2 separate regions of the Sus scrofa genome follow, and region 2 is linked to region 1. A link is a contact called in public HiChIP or PLAC-seq data. All regions are on one chromosome and are shown on one strand. The core of a region is the stretch at or near the end of the contact, and the rest is flanking DNA. Distances in the headings are between cores, read along the strand shown. Region 1 holds the start of LOC100518800 (protein Mpv17). Region 2 overlaps RAPGEF5 (rap guanine nucleotide exchange factor 5).

Region 1 (3,555 bases), core at 686-3,185:
TGGGTCTTATTGTTTCTGCAGGTTCTAGATTATCTATTTCGTAAGCATATAAAGGGTTCACAGGGGTGGTCCCTCCAAAACTAGATCTGTACTAGGGCTGGGAAGAGTTAGGAAAACAGATGTGTCCATGAAAAGTGGGAATGAGTGACATTTACTGGGATATGGGTATAAACTAAAGTTGACAAAACCATATAGTTCAATAAATATTTATGGACTGCCTACTATGCAGTGGATATAAAACCATTACAAAGGTTTTGTGATTTCACAGGAGTCAGGTTACATTTGAGAGTGAAATGGGCCACTTCAGAGCACTACCTCCATTAAGTTCTGCCCAGCCACCAAACCCTGTGAAAACCGATGCACCCACTTTAAGGAGGTGGTCTGACCCTCCCAGGGTCAAGCTGTATGACTGCAAGACAGAAATGATGGAGGGAGGTAGCAGGCTTAGAGCCGATGGGCCTTCCAGGAGAGGAAGGAGTTCCAGATAACAGCAACGCACTGGACAACAGCCAACCTGCAATGAAGAGGGACCAGGCAGAAGTTGGCTAACTGCGCAGCAGGCCAGAGGTAGTAGTTGGTGATGAAGGCATCAGGATAATCCCGCTGGAGTTTGGCCCAATTGTCCCGGTAACAGTCCATTCAGTGTCCCTACCAGTGAGAGGAAACAGCCTAGAAAACACGGGGTAAACCCCACCCCCACCCCCTGATCCAGTAGCAACATCTTTAGTGCATCCACCTTGGTGGCGCGAGGGATGAGCCAGTCCGAAACCTTGTACCAGCCTCCAACTATAGGGCCCACAAAGCCACAGCCCATCAGGGACCCAGGGGTCAAGACCTGTACTTTCCATGGGTGAGCAGTCAGAGCCCTCTGGTATGCTGGACAAAGTGCCATGCTTCCTGGGCAGGAACTCAAACCCTGCAACCATTCTTTAATTAAATAAAAATGAAACCAGAGAGAATGTTCCCCAGCCACCAAAGACACGACTCCAGAGCAGTGAGCATCTGTCTCATGTCAGAATCAGGATGCTTCTGTGTTGCTGCCAGGAAGCCTACAGCTTGTGAGGGGAGCTGCTGGCTCTCAGGTCTGCTGTCCCAGCAGAGGACAAGAGGGGAAGGGGTGAAGTAAGGTGAAGGCACAGCCCTCCTGGGAGCTCCAGGGAGCCCTCAGAGAGCTCATGAGCAGGCCCCAGGTCTGCTCAGCCTTGCTTCTTCCTATTAGCAGTGCCCCAGTTTGCAGGCTCTATCAGACATCTTTATTCGGATCAATCAGCAAACACTTAGGGCTTTGTCCCAGTGTTTGCAGAGCACGTGGAGCTCTGGAAGGCAGTGTCACACTGGTGTCTCACTTAAGCTCGGACAGGGGAGGCCTGCCTGCATTGTCTGTTTCATTCACCCAACTGCCCAGAGGCCAAGATGTGGCTCCTTACCTTGTTAGACAATCAAGAGAACAGAGAAGAGAAGTTAATTCCCTACAGCAGAGTAGAAATGTGAGTCCACCAGGGACCTATGGGTACAGCACAGGGAACTGCCCTCAGTATCTTGTAATAACTTGGAAGGGAAAAGAATCTGGAAGAGAATAGATGAATACATGTAAGTGAGTCACATGTACGTGTGAGTGAGTGTACCTGAAACTGACACAACACTGTAAATCAACTACACTTCAATAAAACAAAAACTAAGTAAGCAAACATTTTAAAAATGTTTAAAATAAATTTTTAAAAAGCAATGTGGATGCAAATCTTCCAGCATGCATCCAGGACTTATCATCAGAGAAGGTACCATTTAAGTGTCTACTCTGTACTAGGCGTTGTATTAAGCCTTGTATGTGCATTTCATTTCTTATGCAATCTTATGAAGGAAGAGGTATAAGAACCCCCATTTTCTTTCTTTTTTTTTTTGTCTTTTTTTTGTCCTTTTAGGGCCACACCGGCGGCATATGGAGGTTCCCAGGCTAGGGGTCCAATCAGAGCTGTAGCTGTCAGCCTACGTCAGAGCCACAGCAACGCTGGATCCTTAACCCACTGAGGGAGGCCAGGGATCGAACCTGCATCCTCATGGATACTAGTCAGGTTCGTTAACCACTGAACCACAATGGGAACTCCAGAACCCCCAATTTCTGAGGCAGAGAAATAGCAGCTAAGATTGTGGTGGAAACTTTCACCTGTTTTCCCAGCTCTTCAGGGCCTGAGCCTGATAGAAACCTGGCAGCCTGACCTGAGGGGCTATGCCGTTAACCCTTGTCTTTACCTCCAGGCAGGATGGGTGGAGAGACGGTGCAGGGGGGCTCCTCAGAGAGTTAACGGGTAGGCTCTGCCTAGGAGTTCAGACAGGGATTAGGGGGTTGGGTGTGGGATGAGAGCTCTCCAGGAGGGCTTGGGAGTGGACGAGCCTTATGTGGCAGGTAAGGAAGGGTTCCTGGGCACAGCGAGTTCCCCGGTTGGGTGGAGGGCCTGGCCAGACTGGGCAGGGGGCCTGGGAGGGAAGGCAGGGTCGGGCCAGGTGGCAGGAGCCCGGAATACAGTGACAGCTGGGAGGATGCAGATCCCCCTGGGGAGGCAGCAGCCGGCTGAGTACTCGGAAGCAGGCCCTGCTGCCTCGACTCCAGGGGCTTATTTGGCAGTTGAGGGCAGGCCTTCATCTCTGCAAGGACTGTGAAGTCAGCAGGGGCACAGGACGGGGAAGGGGCGCGGCGCTCCTTTCCGCCCCCTCCCACTGCCTTTCCCTTCCAGCTGAGGCCCAGCCGGGGTCAAGGGAATACAAAGGACCATGAACAGTTCTTATTTCCCACAGCGGCCAAGTCACTTCCTGAAACGAAACAAAACCAGTTATCTCTAGCGATCACAGGCTGCACCAGTCCTCTTAACAGTCAGGGGCTGGGAGGAAGGGAAAGGTCCTCCCCAAGAGCCCTCATCTGACGAATGAATTGCCCGTTGGGTTTACCTCTGCACATCTTGAGGAGGGAAGAGCTCCTGGTCCTTAAGGCAATTCCAGGGGCCTGTGAAAATTCAGTTAGACACCCCGCCCAACCCCAGCTGGTTCTGCATCCTCACCAATCTGGCTTCACCACACTGATGGCTTCAGTTTGAAAAGTGCATGTAATTCTCACATACTTATTTAAGTAGCAAATGTTTAGTGCATGTTATTTGTGATTGGCATTTTTTTTTTCTCTCTCTGTTGGGCCACCTCGTGGCATATGGAGTTCCCGGGCCAGGAATCAGATCCAAGCTGCAGTTGCGATCTCCACCAAAGCTGTGGCAATGCCAGATCCTTAACCCCCTGTGCTGGCAGGGGATCTAACGTGCTTCCCAGGGCAGCAGAGACACCGCCAATCCTGCTGTGCCACAGCAAGAACTTCTCCACTGGCATTTTTATTAGTTGGAATCCATGAATCTCCCTGAGTAGAATAGCGGTTTAAAGGGGGAACAGGGAGTTCCCGCTGTGGCTCAGCAGTTAATGAATCCCACTAGGAACCATGAGGTTGTGGGTTTTGTCCCTGGCCTTGCTCAGTGGGTTAAGGATCCGGTGTTGCCATGAGCTGTGGTGTGGGTCACAGGT
Region 2 (3,555 bases), core at 554-3,053, 110 kb after region 1:
GAGACACGCACCACGAAATCAATAAAATACAGCCCGTGAAAACTACTACTCTTCTAATTCAAAGGAACCAAAAGGGATATGGTTTTGAGAAATTTAAGATACACTGGGATATTCAAATATTCTAAGGATGTGGCAGAGGGTAGGAGTACGTCTTTGATAGGATCAACCTTCAGGGTGTTTTTAACATCTCAAACATGACCCTTAACTTTCTGTATCATCTGCGAACTTCTCAACAGTACCTGTTGAAGTGAAGGCTCCTGAGATCTTCACTTGCACTTAAAGCCACCTTTAAGTTTCTAAGTTCACCTCAGAAATAACTGCTATCATGAGGCTTTGAAACTGCCAGATTATTCTCGCCCTTGAGACGCCAATGGTAATGACGTGATGCTAGGCTGCTGGAGATGAGTTATGTTATTAAACTAAACAGCCTGCCATTTACAAACATCTCACCTCCTCTCCTGCTCAGTAAAAGTCTGGCATTTCTATTGATGGCCTCGGAGCAGAAAAGGCCTTGGAAGGGGTTGAGAATAAAATTCCAAGGAGAATTTAAAGGCCAAAAAAGACATGTTCATAAGCCCTGAGGAATGTTCCCCTTCATGAGCAATCCTGGACAGTTCAGCGCTGAGAGTGAAGCTGTACACACAACAACAACAAGTCAACAGACGACAACAACGCAGACCAGAAGAAAGTGGTCCCATTGTCTCCCCAGCATGACGGCAGCGTCCTCAGCTCTAAGGCTCAATCTGAATAACTGCTTTCAGGAGAACTGAGCAGAGTGTCCCTTTCCTCCAGCTGAACTGTATCAGAGACAATGTAACTCTTGTTGGAACACAAAGGTTCACAACACACTGGGAAAACCTCCCTCTGACTTTCCCACTTGGTGAGAACATCTAGGATCCACTCTTCTGCTCTTACCTATTTCTTGTGACTTCCAATCCATTCGTTTGGGAACTAGATCTAATCCCTTATATTAAAACATAAAAGTGCACTGACATGTTCTTTCAAAACTCACATTCCTCAAACTATCTGATGGGGTGAAACTCCCCAAGTCAAACTTGAAAGCCATCAAATAGGCGTGTATTCATCTTTGTTCCCATGTGTTCTTATATTTCTACATGATTTACTTCTGTGAAGAGTTCTCTTATAAATAAACCCACTGTCATAAACCACTGGCTTAGAAAATTACAGTAGCTGTCATTTTTTTTTTTTTAACTATGAAGGGGAAAAAAAAAATCCCAAACCTAAAGAATTTAACATCAAATATTCTTTCCTTGAAACATACAATCAGGCAGAAACATTTTCTACCCCTTAAAATCTGCATCCCCAAGAGGAAAAGGCTTACGTTGTCTGACTTCTCTTGTTCTTTTTTGTCCGTCTGCAAAAATTGACAGTTTTCTCTTGCCAGCTTCTGAACCAGTTCAATTCGCCCGATATCATCTCTCTCCTGAAGTTTGCACATCACCCCAGCCTTGAGAGTCGGAGAAAAAGCAAAGATGTACTTAAATCCACAGTCCCAGGACATGACACCACAGCAAAGTTCCCCTTATAATAAGCTCATCTTCTCCATCATCTGGATTAAATCATGGTCTTGGTAAGATATTTTGCCCTTCCAAAATTGAAACTGTATTATCTTAATCTAGGAATGTCGCACCAAAACACTTAAAAGTTGAGATCATTCCTCGGTCTAGTTTAACAGACTGAAAGGCAGAGCAAACTAAATCATTTGCTACTAAGGGGTGCTCCTGATATGCCACTATTTGTTCCTGACAGCCTGTTTCCTGTTACATAAGCCCAGCAAGAGGTTAAAAACTCATGGGAAAGTTAGCCAGGAACTACTCCGGCAATAAGGGTGAAGTGATAGAGAGTCCTAAAAATAACAGTACACGGCCTTCTAATTCCTCAGCTCCACCAGCTCATTCCATGGACAAATACCCAGCCAACAAGAAGATCACAAGATAATTTTTTTTCACAACTGGAAAGTTACTATGGGGCATTACTAGCAAAATACTTCCAGTGTTACATGAAATATGGTGGAAAGAGTTATTACAAATAAACTGCACAGAGAAAGCTTAAAATCTTATCAGGGTTTAGAAACGCTCTACAAAGCATCAAGTTTTTTATTACATCCAACACCAAATAATAATAACATGGAGGAGGAGACTCTAGGACTTGGATCAGTAAAAAAAAAAGTTCATTATAACACACAAATTATGAACTGTGTCTGCTCAAATTCTTTCAAAAATGGTTCATACTGCTATATCAGGACATGATCTAAACAGAAATCTGAAGTTACTCTTGGCAGGAACAGTCAAAACTATCAAATCTCTTACTTATACAATCTACAGGATTTGAAAGGACTCAGCAACTAACCAAACACAGGGAAGAGGCCAGCACGTCATCACAGCTTCAGGCTCTTAACGGTTTGTACTAAAGATAGACATTTTGTTGAGGGGGCATCAGAAAAACGGAGAAGTAAAGACTAAGTATGCATTTCTAAAGGTAAGGACGTCTCCTTAACTAGCAGGCTCTCCAACAAACAGGAAGGAAACAAGCAAACAAAAAACCATTGAAATGGCCCAAATCAGACTCCCATGGAACAGCAAATGGAATTCCTCTGCCCAAGTCAGAGATTTATTTTTACAGCATTCTTCACAAGTTGTCTTCCAGTTCATCTCCAAGGTTTCCTTGGACAAGGATCTCAGTTTATTTTAAGACAGTCTGTGCAGTGCTGGAGAGTCAGAATTATTGGAAAGTCCCTTATCATGCTAGACAAAACTCTGAGAGCACTGAACTTCAACCCATAAATACTAGCATTGCCTTTTAAGCAACTGAAACTATGTCCATTTTTTTTATCCAAAATGACAACCTTACAAATACTTAAATACCAATGTTTATGATATCCTCCTTTCTGCATTCTCATGCATGTTCCCTAGCTCCGTATTTTCTTCATTCATTCACACATTCAACTGATTTTATCTGAACCACCACCATGTGCCACGATCTATTATAGGTTCTAAGGATACAGTAGTGAACAACAACAATAAAAACAAAGTCCCACATTCATGAAGCTTATATTTAATAGAGGATGTAGATAACATAACACATAATTATGAAAAATACTGGATGGCAATACATATGGTAAGAAGTAAAATAAAGCCAGGTAAGGGACAGAGAAACGTTATGAGATAGGAATGTCAGAACAGGAACCCTTGATTGATATTTGAGTAGAGAACTAAAATAAGTGCAGAATGTTCAAGGCAGAGGAACAGAAGTGCAACAGCCCTGAGGCTTGGGAGTGTTTGGTGTGTTCAAGGAAGAGCAAAGCAAAGGGCAGGCTGGAGCACAGATGTTAAGCGGGAGATGGGCAGGACTGCTCAGTGAGGTGATGCTGGACCAGAATATACAGCTGCCTTACAGATGTGTTAAGGGGTTAGATGCTTTTTCTGAATGAGATGGAAATACAGAATGTTTTGAACATGGGGCTGGTATACCTTAACTTCCATTTTAACAGGATCGTTCTGCCTTCTGGGTTGAGAAAACAGTGTGAAGTGGGGA

The links. HiChIP or PLAC-seq counts read pairs in DNA pulled down with a chosen protein or histone mark.
Region 2: a contact with region 1 is called in an H3K27ac HiChIP or PLAC-seq map of skeletal muscle, with 8 times the contacts expected there. The contact joins the enhancer-like site here to the promoter of LOC100518800 in region 1. A contact is called at or near these places in 7 of 47 Hi-C or Micro-C datasets (alveolar macrophages, epiblast stem cells, heart right ventricle and 2 more) and 1 of 2 datasets of contacts at active chromatin or transcription factors (skeletal muscle).

The regions. Positions count from the first base shown.
Region 1 is chr9:90,950,307-90,953,861 of Sscrofa11.1, forward strand. LOC100518800 (protein Mpv17) reads right to left here and starts at 1,936. Exons shown (of 2, transcript XM_021063439.1): 1 at 633-1,936; 2 at 1-631. The coding sequence starts at 892. The coding sequence ends at 445.
Region 2 is chr9:91,061,583-91,065,137 of Sscrofa11.1, forward strand. It overlaps RAPGEF5 (rap guanine nucleotide exchange factor 5), which reads right to left. Exons shown (of 26, transcript XM_021063441.1): 9 at 1,343-1,468. Among named protein-coding and RNA genes, the nearest start is that of RAPGEF5, 170 kb to the right of the region's middle. Within about 2 kb of position 1,804, at least 30 of the 83 cell types and tissues checked have an H3K27ac peak or open chromatin away from gene starts, as enhancers often do. A contact at or near this core is called in liver and skeletal muscle, where this site is marked.